2 separate regions of the Mus musculus genome follow, and region 2 is linked to region 1. The links are chromatin contacts, called in public ChIA-PET maps. All regions are on one chromosome and are shown on one strand. The core of a region is the stretch at or near the end of the contact, and the rest is flanking DNA. Distances in the headings are between cores, read along the strand shown. Region 1 overlaps Ncoa7 (nuclear receptor coactivator 7). Region 2 overlaps Ncoa7 (nuclear receptor coactivator 7).

Region 1 (7,061 bases), core at 2,916-5,415:
CAATAAGTATGACCTCGTGAAACTATAAAGCTTATATAGAGCAAGTGACACTGTCATTCAGACAATGTGACAGCCTACAGTAAGGGAAAAGATTGTTTTGTTTGTTTTTGTTTTGTTTTGTTTTGTTTAGTCTTTTACCAACGACACATCCAATAGAAGGCTAATATCCAAAATATATAAAGAACTCAAAACACCAGGTATCACAAAAGCAACCCAATTTAAAGTGGGATACAGATCAAAACAATATTATAAAGATGAAACTCAAATGGCTGAGAAAAAATTTTAACATCTTTAATCATCAGGGAAATAAAAAGATATACGATAGTCAGTACCTTTGTCACACCCACTGTATTTCTCAGTGGTAAGCATTCAAAGCAATGTTGTTTTGTAGCTTTTCAAAGTAGTCTTTTGTATTTCTCTAAAAGAAAATAAATGTTATGTATATCATGTATGCCTGGATTTTTTTTTTAAGAGATTGGCTTAGGTTTAACTGGGACTGACAAAACTAAACCTTTCAGAGTAGACCAGGAGGCTGGAGACCCTCAATCTTGCTCTCTTTAAGAACCTCAACTGATTGGGAGAGTCCATTCATATTCTAAAGAGTAATCATCTTTACTAAAGTGTAGTGATTTAAACACTAACAATGTCTTTTTAAGAAATTATCTTCATAGCAAATGTAGGTGTTTGACTCAAACCTGGATATTATAAACAAGCCAAACAATAGCATAACCATTGCACTCTTGAACAATAGCTTGTATCAATATCCACATTTATTTTTAATGGAAATATTAACATTTCATAATACTCACACACACATACTTCATAACTTGGTCTTGTGACAAATTTCTGTGGTTTGAAGGAATGGATTTTGAAAAGACATAAAAACTGGGGCTAGAGAGATGCCTCACCAGTTAAGAGTGTTTGAAGAGGACCTAGGCTTAGTCCTGAGCACCTACGTGACCACTAACAACTGTCTGTAGCAACAGTATCAGAATATCTGACACTCTTTTCTGGCTTCTATGGATACACACACACACACACACACACACACACACTCCCCCTCCCCTTTCTCAATTAGTTCCCTCCTAGTTCTGCCTCCTGTGACTATTTTGTTTCCCTTTCTACATGTGATTCAAGCATCTTTACTTGAGAAAATAATTGAAAATATGGCACAAAATGTACACTATGCAGTTTGTATAATGAAAGACATCTACAAGCGAACATGCTGACAATGTAGAAATGTAGGCTGGGCATGGCTCATTAATTTTTAAGACACAGTATAGTAATTTAATTTCAGTGTAGTTATTAAAGAGTAGTAATGCAGTAAAAGTGTTATTATGTAATGTTACATATAATACTGTTATTTTCATACCTGAGTAAACATGGACAAGAGCAGGTGGAAGTCTAAAGCAGTCTGGTTAGAGCTGCGATGGGGATTGCATTTGTTTTACTTCTATCAGTTTTGTGAAAGTATTTTGATACAGCCGAAGTTTCTTTAAAAATTAACTGTCCATAAACTGACTTTCTTGCAGTTTGTTTCTGGTAATACTAACGAATTGCACCATCCCTCGCTATTGCTGGCTCCTCTCAGCCCCGGCGACCCTGCTAGCCCCAAGCAGAGACCGCCCACCTCACTGTTCTCTTGCTGCAGATTCTGCTCATGTCCCCAGCCATCCAACCCCTCTGGTCATTGGTCCCATATCCCAGTAACCTGCTAAAATCAAACTCTAGAGGCTTGTAATTTATAAGTCAGACTTATATCAGTAAATTCTCACCCCACCAAACGCCCACACAATAAACTTAGAGCCAAATGATATTGATATAAATTGCCCACCTAGATAAGATAAATTGTCCTGTAATAAAACATCCCTTGTAAGATATTCTTAGCTACCTGTGGCTATTTAAAGCCGCACAGAATCTGGATCATCTTTTTCTTCATCCATCTTCCTTCCGTCCCCTCTGTGTTCTCTCTCCCATCCCTAAAAACCTCTGCCCACCTTCCTTTTCCACTTCCCAATCACAGGTTTCTTGTTGAATTAATATTCAAGTTAATTGGGGGACAATTCTGCTACACCAGTTTCTTCAAATTAGATTGTTTTGTAATTACAAGAGCTTTTTAAAACCATGTGGTCCTCTCTGTTGTTCCATCCCTTACTATCATGGTTATAAATGAAACAAACCAATAAACCAAAAAAAAAAAAAAAAACAAACTAGTATTTGGGACTGGTCCATTCAGGGTGGATACTGCAGGCTGTGGGAACTATAGCTCCCAACTTCAGCTGAACACTGAGCAATTTTTTTCTTGATTATAACCAGAGAGATGCTTCTGAAATGTGTTTCCTAATATAAGAAATCAGAGAAGCCAGAAGCCAAGGACATGCCCGTACCACAAGAGATAGGTCTTCCCAAGGATAAAACTGTGTTGTTTCTAGTAACTTCTTGTTGGTTTAGTGGTTGGAGGGGTTTTATTAAAACTGTTATATAATGTATCTTGTACTTTAGCAAGAGTCTTTGGGCTTTGCTTTTGTTCTTAAGGAAAGCCTCAAGTCAACCTTTTTCCCCTGACAGTATGTATCCAATAAGTGAAAGTCCCCTGAAGAGGAAACATTTGGTGTACTATTTCACTGGGGATTTTTCATATTCTGCCCTATCTCTTGATCTTTCTTTCAGATTGAGGCAGTTTCAGTAGTGATTGTTCCTTGTGGGCTTTTGTATTGTTTTGGGGGTTCCTATTTTCTGAGTTTGGAAGCCACTCACAAAGGTAACCTTGACGGTGGGGAATTTCCTCCTCAGTAAAACAGTTTGCCAAGCGGGCAAAAGGTTGTTGCAGGTACTCCAGGCGCTCTTGCTGCCTGCCAGGAAGGAACATGGGCTCAATTGTTCACTTGCATCACGAACTTGTTTTCCAGGGTGGATCACTTGTACACCTTCTTTGTTCAGTGGTCTCCTGATGTCTATGGGAAAGATGCCAAGGAGCAAGGCTTTGTGGTGGTGGAGAAGGAAGAGCTGAACATGATCGACAATTTCTTCAGTGAGCCGACCACCAAGAGCTGGGAGGTAAACACCTAGACTGTTAAAGAGAAGAGGCTGTCCTGGACCCTGAAATGCCAAAGCAGCGGAAACGGCCTTGTGTTCACATTCCAAAAATTATTAATAGCTGATACTATTCTTTTATTTTTCTAATGTATTTAGGATACATTTTGAATCTTTGTCTCCTGTGCCATATAAGAGTGACTAGCTTGATTTGACTGGCAGTTACAGCTTGCTGACCCTGAGTTCCCTTTCAAATTAGACCATGATATATCAAGTATCTCTTTGCTTGGGGACCCTAGTGGTATAAAGATGGATAAGAAATATCTCTGTGTCTAATAAGCTTATAGGACTGAGACAGGAGATGAATCTGTCACACCTTCCTGCCTCTAAGCCTGTTCTATATTTTCATGGATGTCTCTGGAATCTGGTCCCTTGACTCTGTCTTACTCTGTTCCTATCTTGAATCCCTTGAAGCAGTTTTATTCTCCTAGGTAGATGGTGAATGCATTCAAAGACATCCCACTACCAGTTATCAGGGTAAGTTGCTTAGAGCTTCTTCCATCCTTTATACCCATCTGGACCATTGTATTCCTGAAGAGTGTATCCTCATATTAGCTCTGATCCTAGGCAGTCAAGCATTGCTATAGGAAACCTAACAACTGAAGCCAGTCATGGTGGCACATACCTGTTCTCTTGCTATTCCATGGGCAAAGACAGAAGGATCTTTTGAATCCAAGAGTTTGAGATCAACCTAAGCAGTATAGGCTAGGCCTCATCTCAAAGGACAAAACGAAGCAAATACCACAAAACAAGCAGAACGGTACCAAGATAAAGGGGTAGTTTCCGAATTCATCCGGCTCCTCAGTCATAACTAGAAATCTTTCCTTGTTGGAACCTCTCACGGGTCACTTTATGCTCCCTAGCCCATTTCAGCATCCATGCATCCTAGCATTGGGCCTCCCTCCAGTTTATGACAAAGACAGAATTACACAAATTTATTTTCTGATCCTCCCTCTCCTGCATTTTTAAATGATCAATTATTACAATCTTAGTTTCTGTCTCAGAGAGAAGAGACTCTTTTCATCTCTCAGGCTGCCTTCTGGCTTATCAGCCATGGCTATCTTTTGTGTGTTTAAATGCTTTCTCCTTCCTGTGTGGTTCCTTATCTTTCACAAGCATATGATATTTTGTTGCCTTTTTAGGAGAAAAGGGGAAGAAACATCTCATCTCCTTTATTCGTGTGTGTGTGTGTGTGTGTGTGTGTGTGTGTGTGTGTGTGTGTGTGTATGTACTTTATTCTACAGTTAGCACGCACCTTCCCCTCTCCCATTTAGGGGTCTTTCCTTGGTTTGAAAGTAGCCAAAGAGGCTAGGGTGGCGGTCTAACTCTCCAGGTTCTCCTGGCTCCGACTCTTGTGCACCACCATCCATAGCTTTTGTACTCCTATGGCGTCTGGGAATTTGACTCACTCAGATCCTCATGCCTATAAGGCAAGCATTTTACACAAGGCAAGCCATATACTCACTGAGCTATCCCCAGCTTCCTTCCCTTCGTCTTCACTTTTCCTGCTGCTCTGCTCTCTGTTGCCACCTACCTTTTGGATAAAAACTGCATCATGTCATTATATTCAGCTTCTCAATTGCCCTATTCCCTGCAGTGTACATTGCACCAAAGCCCCCATATACCCCATACTTACCACCTATTTTTAGTTAACTATTCATGTTCCTCTTTCCTACAAGATGCTATGATAGAGCTCACAGATGCCTCATAGGCCCAGCAGACTCTAAGAAACATGAGGATATCCCATCTTGACTTTACTTCTGGTAAATAATATCAAAGGGGATGCTCTATCAGGAAAACGTAATTTTCTTAGTGAGGCTATAGTCTTTCACCCAATACAGAGCTCTGGAAAGAAAATTTAGGCCCATGATGGTTACTTAACCTTTTCCTGACTAGACCTGAATATCTTGAGCCAAAGGCACCATTTTGTTGAAAACATTTTCTTCCCTTTCTCCATTCATTTGGGATTCAGATTTCATCTATTGTCAGCTGGAGGTGGAGAAGGAGCCACACTGCACACCCAAAGACAAGGGGTGAAGGAGGTGTGAAGAATGATATAGGTCCCCTCAAGGGTCTAGCGGCAGAAGAGTTTGGCCAGTTAACCCCAAAGCCATTGAGGAAAGTGAAAGAGTGAAAACTCTTTGGAAGACTGTATCTTGACCTTGGTTGAAGGAGGAGAGGAGAGGCTTCTTTGGGACTTCTTTGCCTGACCCATTTCACGGGTCAGTGAACAGGGTCTGCAAGAGAGAGAGTGGGGACTGATGGGCAAGAGACTCGAAGAATGGAGACAACACAGCCTATCAGCTTGAGGTTGGAGGCTCGTTTATTGAAAAGTAACTATAGGTATATATGCACTCGCTGGGGAGTGCAGCTGGAGACACTTAACCATAGGTCCAGGATGTAGAGGAGAAAAACAAGATGTTATCAGAGTGTGTTCAGCTGTGGTGGGCTTCTTGCAAAAACATCATGCTAGGAAAGCAAGTCTCTCGTCAGGGTGGAAAAGTACCACCTGTAAGTAAATAGCCCGGGATGGCTGCAGAGATGATAGCCACTTTCTGCTAAGAGCCAGCTTCCAACATTTGCCCATACCAAAGCTGTTGATCTGGGGAAAGAAAGGACAGCTGGCGTAAGTTAGTGGGTAGCTCCTTTATGTCTGTCTGTCCATAAGGGAAACAGTGCCCAGCTGAGGAGAAGGCTCCATGTTCCCTCATTCGGAACAAGTAATGCTCAGAAGCGTTATGATAGGCACCCCTGTGCCTCAGCTTCATGCTGTGAAGGAGAATTGTCAACCTCCTTAGGAGTTAATGGGTTGTAATCTTCAGGAGACCCAGAATAACTCATTATCTTTCAACATTTTTGTTTCTGCTCATTTTTTTTTTTTATATCTTAGTGGTATCTAAGCCACAAATCCAGGTATAATACCAGACCCTTCTCTTTCTTTATCTCTGACCAGAATCCCATTGACTTAAATGTTGAAGGGCCTTGCACCCCTCTCCCGTGCCAGAACCTCCTTATTCCACCAGGATATCTGCACCTCACTTGGACTCCAGTCTCAACCCACTCCACCTATCAACCCACCCTCACCTGTACTCAAGGCCTTCAAACACAACTATGTCTCCATTTCATAAGAAAAATGCATGTCAGAAAAAAACTTAGCAAGTAGAGTGCAGACATTAAAAAATAAATATCTAACCATACTTGTGCCTTTCATACATGTCTTTGGACTTTATTTTCTATTTTGTTTGGGCACATGGGGTCCCTTTTTTACTCTACACAAAGATTCTGTTCTATGTAGTTGGCATATGGCTTTTCCCACCTGACATAATCTTAGAATTGTTACAAGTTTTTGAAACCTTAGTTTTTAGTGTTTTCTTTTGTTTGTCTGTTTGCTTGTTTGCTTGCTTGTTTTAATAGGTCTATACTCAGTCTATAAGTTAGGCTAGCCTCAAACTTCCTGCTACAGGCTCCCAAGTGCTGTAATTATAGATATAAACCATCATCCTCCAACTAGTTGCTAGTATTTTTATACCTGTTAAAATTTATTTAACAGTTTCCCACTTGAGTTATTATATTGGTTTAATGATTTCTCAAAAATGAGGTCTTCCACTCCACCTATCAACCTTAATTATTTAGAGAAGTTCCTGGATGTGGAATTATGAGGGACAAGGACAGTAGATTTCTGTGATTCCTAAGTTTTATGTCAGCAACTGAACTTGCCATGAGTGTGAGAGATTTCCCACTGGGTCTTGCCAGCAAAAAGAATTATCAGTATTATACTTTTTCTTTCTCCTAAAAATGCTTGCTAATTAGAAAAGTAGGTAGTGTTATCCTATAATTTAATTTTCATTTACTTGAATATTGATTTGCCAAAAACATGGTCATACACAAGTTAGCCACCTGTGAGTTTCTTGCTGCTTCTGTTTTTCTATAGTTCATTTTCTTAGAGCAGTGATTCTCAACCGTCCTAG
Region 2 (7,061 bases), core at 1,581-4,080, 94 kb before region 1:
TCAGGCATAGGTTTTGTTGTTGTTCTTGCTTTATTTTTTTTTAATGTCTCTAAGATAGATGAGATAGTACTCTGTCCTCGATGAGGTTGTTAAGAGGACTGAGTAAGCTTGGGTTTGTGAGGTGGCTCTTGCAGAGGACTGGATTCAGTTTATAGCACCCACATGGTGGTTCATAACCATCCATAACTCCAGTTCCAGGTGAGCCAACACCTCTGGAGCACAGCAGGTACTTGGTACACACATCCTGAAATACCTGCATGGAGCAAAATCATGCATACACATTTTAAAAATTTTCTAAAAAACTTTAAAATACATGATCTTAAGAACAATACTATTAAAATAAGTGCTTATTGAACTTTGTGTGATGGCATTTGCTTGTAATCCAACATAAGACGGAGAGGTGTGAGTGAGAACTGTGAATTCAGGACCAGTCTGGGTAACATAGCAAGGCATGTCTGATATAAGAGAAACACTTATAAATTCAAGGAATTTATATAATTCTTGAAATTTTTCAAGAAACGTGTTTTTGATGACATTCATTCCAACATGAAATGACACAGATTGTCTGGGAAGATAAGTGTGGTAAGCTATCACCATACCATGATACCTGGGTTCTGTGTGTGTGTGTGTGTGTGTGTGTGTGTGTGTTTATACTCACATGTGCATATTCCTTATGCTTTTGTGTTTCTTTTTTTTTTTTTTTTTAAGATTTACTTTAAAGCTGGGTGTGGTGGCGTATGTCTTTAATCCCAGCACTTGGGAGGCAGAGGCAGGTGGATTTCTGAGTCCGAGGCCAGCCTGGTCTACAAAGTGAGTTCCAGGACAGCCACCCTGTCTCGAAAAACCAAAAAAAAAAAAAAGAAGATTTACTTTAAATCTTAAAATCTTAATGGTTAAGGTCTAAACTTGGTGTGAATGTTTTATCTGTGGCCCCGAAATCACTCTGTTTCTTTACTATGAACTGAGTATTTGTGCTGCTCCTCCTAGACTCCTAAACTAAGTGCTCGATTCCGCAGTATCAATAGGAGGGACCTCTTGTAAGTCATCAGGCTGTGTAATAGGGCTAAGGAGAGTACAGGACAAGAAAGTGCCCATCCATCAACCAGGAAGAGGGCCCTCTGCAGGAGTCAAATTGATCAGCACCTAGACTTTAGTCAGTCATATGAAGGAATAGTTTAAGCAGCACAGTCTAGAGTACTTTTGTTGCAAGCGGCAAATATCATGGAAGACACGTACACATCTGCCACTTTTCACTATTGCCGACACAGTGAGTTTCACTAAAGTAAAATTGGGGTGTGGACCGGAGCTTTGTGCTTCAGCTGAGGAACGTCATAGCTCCCACATGAAACTCAACCACTGATGATTTTAGCAAAAATCTCTTTTCCCCTCTTTTTTTTTTCTTCAAACTCCCTCCATACAATCCACACTAGCCTCAAACTTACCATCCTTCTGCCTCAGCTTTGTGTAAGCATCGGTCTTTCCACCATCCTCATGTCCTAAGTGCTGACTGTGGTCCAGCATCCTGGCTGATGTGGTCCAGACAACTCCCACTTGTGTCCTAGTTGTGATTTAGCATCAGTTGGCTCCCTCTTATCCCCACTGTTTTGATCTCTTCCCCTGATTTCTGTTTCTTAAACTTTGCTCCCTTTTCAAAACCTTACTATATTATATTCTTCAGCATGCTCTTGTTATAGCCTGTGATGTGTATATCACTCTGAAACTCATCCTGAGTTGGGGCCTTACCTCTTGAGGCTGTTCCAGTTTCTTTCTTCTTCTTAGTGGATCTTGAGGGTGTTATGGGCCTAAAGGACCATTCTAAACCTCTCTTGGGACCCTTGACACAGTCATTCTTGGAGTATATCCAGGAATGCTGTTCTTTTCTCTGCCTTGTTTGTAAAGTATTATTTAGTTAGTTCTTTTCAAGTTGCTTGGTTCCTTACAAAAGTCTAGCCCCATGTGCCATACTCATCAGTTGTGAGTGAGTTGTTTGCTATAAATAATAGTTTGTAGATTATTTACTATTTGACAGAGACTGATTTGCATTCTGTATAGCCTCATAATAACACAACGAAGTAGTTTCTGTTATCATCCTTATTGACAAAGGTGTTACACCTTAGATGTGGTATGCTACTAGCTCAAGGTCACATAACTGATTGGCTCTGGATGCAAGTCTCTCAGTCCTTTTATATGACCTCTCTACCACACTTGACTACTATGAATCCATGTTGATTTGCATTTTATAGAACCTTTTAAGTTCAAAGTACAAGGATTAGTAAGAATCACTAATTAAATGATAAAACAATTAAATGTATTTAAGTACTAGATTTGTATATTGTGATTTTTTTTTTCATTTAAAGGTTTACTTAAGAACTTTGGAACAAACTAGAGATGCTATGGTTTTGAAAGAATTGCCTGACACAGCAACAACAGAGTCTTCTGACCTTGTCTTTGTGTGGTTTGACAGCAATTCGCTTTTTGTTTATTTTGTCTGTGTATTCAGTGTAGGATCTTCCAGCTTAGTTGCGTCTGACATGAAAGTGCTGACAGTCTTTAGCTGTGGGGCACTTTTCCTTTGTTTATAGTTCAGTATAGAGATTACATGAACAAGATGATCATGGCTCACATTGAGGGGCCTTATCCGTATTTTACATTTCTATTATATAATGTTCCATCAGACATCTTCATGTCAGTAATAGTACTCTTTGATTACATTCTCTCCTCTTTTCTTTGCCCTTCCCCTCCCGTTAACTGCCTCTCCCGCACAGTTTCACTTCTCCATTTTTGTCCTTTGTTTGTGCATGACTTTATGGATAGATAAAGAGTGTGAGCCACAGATAAGAAATGTCTGGCAGAATTCATTTAGTGTGGTGTTCTCTGGTCTCTCCCTGTCCTTGGTGGTGCACTCTTGTTGAGCACACAGCAGCACTGGCTGCCTGCTTTCACTTTTTCCGTCTCACACCTAAATCAAAACTAAACTGGAATATGTAGCAGGCCAAGTTTAAGGAGACAGATTGGTCCATGATTTGCAAATTTGAAGATGGCAGCAACAGGAAGCACCCATCTCAGTGTTTTGGGGTGGGGTGGGGTGAGGGTGAGTTGAATGAGGAACTTTTATGTTTGTTCTGAAGCAAGGCAGCATCTAGTGTCTGCTGAGGGGAAGGGAAGGGTCTTTGCTCAATAAATTCTATTACTTGCATATGTAACTGATTTTATTTGCAGAAAAGTCATAGATGATTTGGAGTTAGGGAGATGGGGAATATGGCTTAATGGCTGTACAATGAGATAGGAAGTGTTTAGGTACAGAGAATGGTGACCTAGGTTGTTTAGATATGCAAAGCCCTCAGATGCATATGGATTATATAAATAAAAACTTCAAATGTCTCTAAGAGTTTTATTTATTAGAACACTTGGTAAGGTAGATGGACAAGTTGTAACCATTTGAATTTATGAGGTACTGAAAAACGATTTATTTGTGTCTTAAATATTTTCTAAACTAAAGAAAAACATTATGTCCACGAATCATTACTCTAGCTTTTGCAAACATAATTTGACAAGATACTTAAATACATTTAATCATATAGAATACATCTATAGTATGCGACAGAAATGAACCAAAATAGATCCCCTTTGGAACACAGGAAGTCTTTTACATCCAGTAGCAGCTGTGGATGACTTACCTCAGCTCTCATTCCCCTCATTTTCTGCACATGTGAGACTGCCTGGGTTGATTGTGACAACCACACAGAACATATACTTTATACTTTATAGCTACAGGGGGTTTGTTTTAGATGTTACATAACGTGTGATATGAGGCAGATGTACTGGGATGTTTCAGGGTAATTTCGTCAGCCGGAGAAACAGACTGCTGATGGAATTATTGTTTCCAGAAAGCAATTGAACAGATGCTGCTGGGGTCCCTGGTGAAAACAATCTCCATTTTAATGGCTCCATTTTCTCTCTCCTTCCTTCCTTCCTTCCTTCCTTCCTTCCTTCCTTCCTTCCTTTCTTTCTTTCTTTCTCTTTCTTTCTCTCTTTCTTTCTTTCTTTCTTTCTTTCTTTCTTTCTTTCTTTCTTCCTTTTTCTTCTTTTTTCTTTCTGTTTGTCTGTCTGTCTGTCTTTTAAGGGCAAATATTTCCTTTAACTCTGTTGACCCAACAATTTAAAATAGATAACAGGAGAATTTAATTTTTGTTTGTTTGCTTGTTTTGAGACAGGATCGCTCTACATAGCCCTGGCTGACCTGGAACTCACTATGTACACCAAGATAGCCCTGAACTCACAGATCACCTACCTATTCCTCCCAAGTGCTGGAACTAAGGGTGTGTGCCACCACCCCTGGCTGAGAATTGAAAATTTGAAAACCACAACAGCAGATATATATAACTTGGATACTTTTTCTTTCTAGATGTAGGTGTAATGGAGGGGGCAGGGGGAGTTACAGAGATAGCGCAGAGGTTACGAGCACTTGTTGCTCTCACTGCTCTAGCAGAAGATTCAGTTCCGTTCTCAGTGTCAGCTTGACTGCTTATAATCAAATGCAATTCCAGTTTCAGAGCATCCAGTACTCTCTTCTGATATGAGACTTGCACATGGTACACATTCATACATGCAAGCAAAAGACTCATGCATATAAAGGATAAACCTGAAAAAAGATTTAAAAGTGAGTATATTTGAGGTATAAAAATGAGATAATATCTGGGTGGTGGCACATGCCTTTAACCCCAACACCCATGAGGCAGAGGCAGGCAGATCTCTGTAAGTTGGAGGCCAGCCTGGTATACAGAGTGAGTTCTAGGATAGCCTGAGTTACACAGACAAGGCCTGTCTTAAAAAACAACAACACACACACATTAATATATGCGAATACATTATAAATATATGCAAAAATGTTATTTTTATAAGAATATATTTTAATATTTAAAATATTAAGATAATATATAAAATATACATATTTATAATATTTTTATAAAATCTTTAGTTTATGTATGGGTATTTGCTTATATGTTATGTCTCTGTGTAGTATGTGTAGACGTCAAAATAGGGCATCAAATTCTCTGGAGCAGGAGTTAGAGAGGTTGTGAGTGCCATATGAGTGCTGGGGGAAACAATGCTCTTAAACATGGAGCCATCTCTCTAGCCCCTGTTTATAATATCTTTAACAGATCATTGAAATTGTGAAGTGATCAATTGAGTTATGAACCTAACACATATAATCTTTCCTTCTTCATCCTGTTTATTTTAATGCACGGGAGAAATCATTTGCTGTTTATGTTATCTGATGCAACTTAGTTATGTAAGACTCCTTCTAGTTCTTTGACTCAAACAATGTGAGAGTTTGTTAGCATACTACAGTGTTTGGATTTGAAATGTGGCAACATCTGTGTTACAAGGTGAAAGGTCTCCACTACTTGTATGCACTTGTTGTGCCCAGAGGGCACAGTGGCAAGCAAAGCAAACAGGCTCCTTGCTGAAGTTAAATTTCCATAGAGACATTAGGCGAAGCAAAACACAAATGCACTAACCATTAAAATTGTGCTTGCTGTGGGGAACGTAATGGGCTATTATCAAAAGTACTTAGAAGGGCAGCAGGCACTCTACATAGGAGGCATGTTCCAGGAAGAACTCTGGACAGAAATGACACTTAGATGTCATGTGATATTCTTTATACAGGGGACAAAATGTGTCATTAGTGTTTAATAATTTGATTGTGATCAAGAACTCTCCAGGTAATCTTTGGATTTAGAACGAGAGCTCTGGACAGAGAAAAGGCGATCTTTGCCTAGGGGAAATGCTTAGCTGAAAAGGCCATACAAGTGATAAAAAACCATCCTCCTGTGTTTGCAGGGCTGTCAGGGCATCTTGAACAAATGCTTTAGAGGAGGAACATTCAAGAGAGAAGAGATTTGTAAGGACAGTCATGCGAGGCTGCACGGCCATATTAAGTTTAGACTGAATAGCTAGATGTATGGAATAACCATAAGAGGGAACTATAAAAGTTGCAGTTTTGAGAAGGAATCTAATGATATAAGTAGGCATGTGCTAGACTTGGGGTGCTTGTGAGATATCCAGTGGGACCACTAAATTCACAGTTGGATGTGGGAGGCTGGAGAGAAAACCCGGTGGGTTTGGGCTGACATGGAAGCTTAAGAGTTCTTGGCCCCAACCATGGGAGGGATGTGATCATATATACAGAGGGCATAAGTCAGCATAGAATAGAACTGGGGGGTAAGGAACCAAGTTGGAACTTCAGCACTTAGTGGTCTCGTACAGAAAAGGGAAGCAGAAGGAGCCCAAAGGAGGAGGAGTCACAGCAACCACGTAAGCAGAATGTGTCAAAGCGGAAGGAAGGTTCAGCAGTTTAGAAAGCTACAGCAGAGAGTAAATGAAGATGAAGACTGAACCTGAGTTGACATCCTGCAGCTTGACCATGTGTACATGGTAAAGACTAAAAAGCATCCATTAGGACTGTCCATTTGGAAACTGTAGAGATAGCTCCACTGACAGAGTGTTCACTTGCAAGTGTAAGGACCTGAGTTCAAGTAAGAAAAGCCAAGCATGGTGGCAAGCACTTGTAATCCCAGAGCTGGGACACACACACACACACATGCATACACTTACATAAGACACATATGACCCCAGACACACACATATGACTCATATGACCACACACATACATGCACATATATAACTATATAAACACTTGCATACACACACACACATGACTATATACACACACATGGACACAGACACTACACATGACCCCATACACACACACACACACACACACACACACACACACACACACATGACCACATACAGACACACACACTCTTGACTGCCACTAATGAATGAATGAATAAAAGCAGCTCCTGTGTACAGGTGGGAAAAGCCTGTTGTATGTTAGTGGAGTCCAAGATTCTGGGCAATTCTTTTGGAGCCTTGGCTAAAAGGGCAGCCAGAAATTCCTTCCATGCCATGAAGGAGATTATAGAATTCTGAGAAGGATGTTTTTAGGATTGAGGAGGAGGTATGAGATTAGGCTTGTTGGCCAACAGGTACCC

Evidence for each region. ChIA-PET counts read pairs in DNA pulled down with a chosen protein or histone mark.
Region 2: a contact with region 1 is called in an SMC1A ChIA-PET map of the G1E-ER4 cell line, with 5 read pairs. The contact joins two enhancer-like sites. A contact is called at or near these places in 1 of 39 promoter capture datasets (macrophages), 1 of 15 datasets of contacts at CTCF or cohesin (the G1E-ER4 cell line), 1 of 484 Hi-C or Micro-C datasets (macrophages) and 3 of 9 other capture datasets (adipose tissue, liver and pancreatic islet).

Annotation. Positions count from the first base shown.
Region 1 is chr10:30,658,290-30,665,350 of GRCm38.p6, reverse strand. It overlaps Ncoa7 (nuclear receptor coactivator 7), which reads left to right. Exons shown (of 16, transcript NM_172495.6): 11 at 2,910-3,057. Among named protein-coding and RNA genes, the nearest start is that of Hint3, 43 kb to the right of the region's middle. Within about 2 kb of position 4,165, at least 37 of the 459 cell types and tissues checked have an H3K27ac peak or open chromatin away from gene starts, as enhancers often do. A contact at or near this core is called in the G1E-ER4 cell line, where this site is marked.
Region 2 is chr10:30,751,025-30,758,085 of GRCm38.p6, reverse strand. The region is part of intron 2 of Ncoa7 (nuclear receptor coactivator 7); the gene reads left to right. Among named protein-coding and RNA genes, the nearest start is that of Ncoa7, 49 kb to the left of the region's middle. Within about 2 kb of position 2,830, at least 62 of the 459 cell types and tissues checked have an H3K27ac peak or open chromatin away from gene starts, as enhancers often do. A contact at or near this core is called in the G1E-ER4 cell line, where this site is marked.